Regions from separate parts of the Zea mays genome. Here region 1 is linked to region 2. The links are chromatin contacts, called in public Hi-C maps. All regions are on one chromosome and are shown on one strand. Each heading gives the region's core, a stretch centred on a gene start, on an enhancer-like site or on the middle of the called end of the contact. The rest is flanking DNA. Distances are from core to core; before and after follow the strand shown. Region 1 holds the start of LOC100284396 (Grx_C8 - glutaredoxin subgroup III). Region 2 holds the start of LOC100281460 (serine/threonine-protein kinase NAK).

The links. Hi-C and Micro-C count contacts between places; a contact is called where the count stands out from the background.
Region 1: a Hi-C map of ear shows a contact between it and region 2, with 3 times the contacts expected there. The contact joins the promoter of LOC100284396 here to the promoter of LOC100281460 in region 2. A contact is called at or near these places in 2 of 25 Hi-C or Micro-C datasets (ear and tassel).

The regions. Positions count from the first base shown.
Region 1 is chr2:69,437,607-69,440,494 of Zm-B73-REFERENCE-NAM-5.0, forward strand. LOC100284396 (Grx_C8 - glutaredoxin subgroup III) reads right to left here and starts at 1,362. Exons shown (of 1, transcript NM_001157291.2): 1 at 388-1,362. The coding sequence starts at 1,211. The coding sequence ends at 798.
Region 2 is chr2:69,032,486-69,035,312 of Zm-B73-REFERENCE-NAM-5.0, forward strand. LOC100281460 (serine/threonine-protein kinase NAK) reads right to left here and starts at 1,291. Exons shown (of 5, transcript NM_001154378.3): 1 at 723-1,291; 2 at 114-316. The coding sequence starts at 918.

The DNA of each region.
Region 1 (2,888 bases), core at 112-2,611, 410 kb after region 2:
ATATATATATATATATATATATATATATATATATATATATATATATATATATATAAACGTAACGAGTAATTGAAAGAGATGCATGTCGAGTGGCAATTTAATACTCCATCCCTAAACCCTTAGACAAGTTTGATCCGCTCATCTTATTTAAAAATTTGTAAAAAAAATAAAAATTTCACAGTTATACTTAGTATATTATTCGCGAAACAGTATCATAGTAAATCTTAATAATAATTATTAGTTTTTTAATAAGACGAGTCGTTCAAACTTGTGATAAAAAAGTCAAACGAATTATATAATTTAGAACGGATGGAGTAAATTCGGATTCCGTTCTTGGCAACTGTCACACAACTCGTTTGTCCAGTGCACGCACGCATGGCTCTGATATGAAAACACAAAGACGAGGGGCCGGAACCCCAAGCCAAACTGATTAATAAGATGCATGGAAGAGAAGAACACTAAACCGATCGATCTCTTCTAGCACCGACCAAACCTAGCTAGCAGTAGCAGTAGCAGTGCACACACACTCGTACATACGCGCGTGGGCATGCAAGCACGATCTAACTAGCTAGCTCCCACACACAAGACGGAGGCAGCATCAGTAAAAAGAATCACCGACCTCTCTCTCTCACACCCACTAACACACACACAAACACACAAGCGCACGCACTCTATGATTAATAACTCACTACTTTGGGTGTATTAATTAATAAGTAACCTGCCTTACTATCAGCTAGCCCCCCGATCGAACAGCTGCAACGGCGGCAATGGCTAGTAGCTAGCGGCCGGCGATGAGATCACAGCCAGAGCGCGCCGGCGTCCTTGAGCAGCGGCACGAGGGTGCCGTTGATGTGCGCGGCCATGACGCGGTCCATGGCGCCGACCAGCCTGCCGCCGATGAACACGACGGGCACGACCGGCGCGCCCGCCGCCGAGGCTCCGGAGGCGCCGAGGAGGCAGGCCAGGGCGCGCTCCAGCTCGCGGCCCCGCGGGTCGTGGTCCAGCTCGTGCACCGTCGGGTGCACGCCCATGCCGCAGAAGAGGCGCTTCACGGCGTGGCACATGCAGCAGGTGCTCACGCTGAACACCACCACCGCGCTCTCCGACGCCAGCCGCTCCACGCGCTCCGCCGCCGTCTCCACGGCCGACGACGGTGCCACCACCGGCATGTACGACCACGCCTGCTCCGCCGCCGCCGCGCCGTACTGCATTGTCGGGGTCTCTACCTTGATGCCTATGCTACTGCTGAGTGCTGATGATGATCGAAGGGCTGCAGGTTAAGCGGAAGGGTGTGTGAGGTTTGCGAGCCCAAGGTCTAGCTAGTGCAATGCGTCGTGTTGCTTGAGGGCTGGGCTGGCAAGCGAGAAGTGAGACGAGCTGCGCGTATATATAGAGGAGCGGGGTCGGTCAGGGGCGTTCTGGTAGTTTTGTGGGCGCAAGTAGCTTTAAAGCTGAACTCAACTTGTTTACTCTAAAAATAATCCTCCCATCTCGGCCCGTCGCTTGTATGGGCTAGGTGTACTTTGGTTACTCTGAGGGCTGATCTGGTGATTAATAGGGTGTTTGGTTCGAGGAATGAGCTAGTCCATTATCTTCTCACTTCTCACTTTTTTGTTTGGTTTGTAGAATGGAATGAGTTGATCCATCACTATCTCATTCCTCATAGATAGTTAGTTAGTAGTAATATGAGGAATGAGATAATCTCACCAAATTTGAGGAATGGACCTATGACGCACCACCTCATTTTGGATTGAGTGATTCCTCAAACCAAACACCCCCTAAAGATCCCGAGAGAATTCATAGAGAGGAAATCGTTTTTTATTCAAAATTGAATTATAAGGGATTTCTCCCCATAGATCCCCTTGGAATCCTTAACCACCAAATCAGCCCTGAGTTCTCTGATCCTATCCTGCTAGTGGTATAAAGAGTAGGAGTACATGGTTATTAAAAATTCTTTTACGAAGCATTTGGATCCCTTCATTTTAGAGAAATTGGAATTTACTTAATAAAGTACCTTATTTATTTTAGAATTTAACATTCCACCACTTTCCAAAGTTTAGATATAAGCCTATCTCAAATTCATGGGATGGGGAATAGGAAATTATTTTCTGCATTAGTACAATTTGTTCTACTCTGTAACTTACATGATACTCTTTGTCGCACTCCTCCATAGTAAAAATATAGCACATAAATATCTCCGACATCTTGCTGATAATAATATATAAATATATTTTACATAAAACCGAGTTAGCTTAATTGATATATGTCTAAATTAATATTATTAGAATGGAATTCAATTTTAATGATCCAAACGGGGCGTTAAGTAAATTAGTCAGATACTCGTACATTGCACTAGGTAGACGTTATTTTAATAAACAAAAAAATATGTGTGTTCTATTGGTTAGTGGGTGTGAATGTGAAGCCAACATCTAAGGTCTGAACCCCGCTTATGTATAATTTTACTTTATTTTTGTATAAAGCGGGAAGAGTAAGGTGACGCATGACGAGTCGACGACCGAGGAACCGTGAAAACTGCTGTTTATATAGCTAGTAGAGATTAACAATACTTTGGCATGCACTAATGGGATTGACATAAATGGTTTATGAACCAAAAGTGAGTCTTAATTATAGAAATTGTTTGCCACGTTAGAATCAGAAGAAACTAATTTTATATCTAGGATCTCTTGGTCCTGGATAGTAGAATAGGACGAATGAACCTTTCAAAATATGGAACAGTGAAAATGAAAGAGAAAGGAAGATTTAAAGACAGCTAATTTTTTGCTACTGTCATATAATATTATATTCACCTTAAATGGTCTTTAGGCCTACTTAACAAAGGGCATATAGTCCCGGTTTCTCAACCGGGATTTCGAATCTGAAACCATAGG
Region 2 (2,827 bases), core at 41-2,540:
AATGTCCTAGAGAGATCAATGACGCCATTGGTACGACTGAGCCACTTTTGTACTAGTCCAACAGCATGAAACAAGAAAAGTCGAGGCCCCGTTTTGACAACAAAGCTCATTACCTGGCCCATGTCAAGGCGGCCCTTGTAAACGCGCCCAAACCCTCCCTCCCCAATGAAGCATTCATCTCTAAAGTTCTTCGTTGCGGCTGCAAGCTGGCGGAAGGTGAAGGTCTGAGCAGAGATGACATTGCCACTGGCGTCCCTGAGTACTGAAAGCTCCTTCTTCGAGCCAGCATTGCCTTTAGCTCGTGTCTTGTCGGCCCCTGCACATATGCATTGTCTACATGATCATGCAGATCAAGACAGTCATACCCCAGCAACTCAGCAAGCAAGCAAATATACTAATCATAATAGAAAACATATCCCGGTCTCTAATCAACGGATTATCATCACGTTTCTGAATTTGGAGATACAAGTCGATACCTTTCCCCCCTTCTAATAATACTGTAAAAAGATCTGAAGGAAACACAGAATCGTTCCTGTCATTTCCCTCAATCACATCAACATGCACAAGAATCAGCCGCTCCATTCGTACCAACCCAACCACCGCGAAGAGACTAACACGGAGCATCAAACCTCGGCCGGATCCGGTTCCGATCCCAACAACAAACCAAGCGGAAGGATCCCAGTTCTCAGGGAGAGACGGAGACGCGCATAAACAACACGCACCTGCGGGGCCCCTCTGAGCACGCGGCGGCGCCACCACGGCCTCTTCTACCCGGCCGCCTCCACCACCAGCTGCAGCGGACGAGGACGAGGACGCGGTCGCTCGCCCACCACCGCCATTGCCTCCGCCGGGGCCCTTGGATCCGTAGTACTTGAGCTCCTCCTCGCGCGTGGAGCCGAAGCACGGGAAGCAGCCCATCGCCGGTGCCCGGGGCGAGCTACCACCAGCAATCAATAGCTCACCGCGGCGCCGCAAGACGAACCCGCATTTCCGCACCGACAAGCGGCTGCGCTCCTGGTTGACGGGGTGGGGGAGGGCGGCACGGATCAGGGAGGCCGGGGGGAGGCGAACAAGTGGGGATTGGGAGGTGGAGGAGACGTGTGGGCGGTGGCGTCGGCTGCTTTGGGCAGCAGCAGCTGCTTATAGCAGAGCAGGCACGGCAGGATGCTCGGGCTCAAGGTCCAGGCTCCATGGGGTTGGTAGGACGGAAACGGGAAAGCGTGGGACGGAAACGGGAGGTTAGGAGAGACTTCACTGTCACTTTACAAGGATTTTCTGAAAATTATTCTGCGATCTAGGTTGCCCCTTTTGAAACAAATATCTGTGTCCAACAAGCACGTGTTATGTTTTTTTGCCTGTTATTTTCCATGGTAGATAGTAAACGTTCCTTAAGTTTAGCATTACAATATTGAATCTTATCATCCATTTAATATAGACATAGAAATTAAGGATTAAAACGATTATTATTTTCGAACAGATGGAGTAACTATTTATATGTGAATTAACAGAATACTAGCAATTGCACTGATGGTTTGAGGAATAAATTGTTGAGCAGCAACATGCAAATGGAGTACAGCCCATGTCCAAATCAGATGTCGGCTCTTTCACACGCGCTACTTTTTTTTTGTCTGAGGTGGCTGCAGAGTACTACTGATTTTGTATCGACTAATTATTTTAACCGTCCAGTTGACTTGAGATATTTGGTTTCTATAGACTAATTAGTCTCTTTATTTTATTCCATTTTAGTCATAAATTGTTAAATATAAAAACTAAAATATAGTTTTGATTTTCATATTTGTTAATTTAAGACTAAAATATAATAAAATAAAGAAATTAAAATTAGTTACTAGAAACCAAACACCTCTTTATATCTGCTCACTATAATAAGTGATTCTCCCTATTTAAATATATATATATATATATATATATATTAATATCTATTGTATTCTACATGTTTAGTCTATTTTATTTTTAACTAAAAATACGCAAACAGATTTGTGTATCTGGCGTGGTGAAGACCCCTGCGACCCATTCAATATCGACTACCTATTAATCCTTCCGCATAATTAGATATTAAAAATCGGTAATCACGTAGTAGTTATATAGGAAATTGAATCTCCCATATCATCCAGTCAAACCTAGGAGATCATACGTATCGTTACATTCCTTTTCTCACTCCCATCAATCGCGCGATTGCTCTTTTGATATAAATTATTCTCATTACACCTCGCCGTTCGCCTATTGTTTCGATCGGTACTGAAGTGCATAATAAAACTCCACCCTTAATCCGCCATAATCAGAAAATAAAGGGGGCTATTTGGTTGTATACATAAAGAGCATCTCTAAGGACTCTCATTTTTTGACTCTATTTAACTCTCCATCTCCATAAAAATTACATTTTGTATGTAGCATCTAATTACCTCATTCCATACTTATAAGTTGTTGAAATATTAGGCATTTTTTAGATTAAATTCCGAATATAAATCATGATCAACAATAAATAGTCTAGGTGTCTGTTCCACAACAAATAACCTAACAGCTTACCTAAGAGCATAATCATAAAAATGCAACATACCTCTACCATAACAGATGAACTGAAGTATAAGGTCAAATCAGATGATGTGTACTGGTCAGACATACTGGTAGACGACGCGGGCCGGAAGCAGCAGGGTCAACGACGTCGAAGCAGCGGGGCCGATGACGTCGAAGCAGCAGGGCCGATGACGTTGAAGCAGCAGAGTCGACGACAAGATCGCGAGCAGTCGTGTGAGGACGCTTCCCAAAAACCTTATTCGCCCTTTCCTTGTGCAGGATCTCGAAGGCGAAG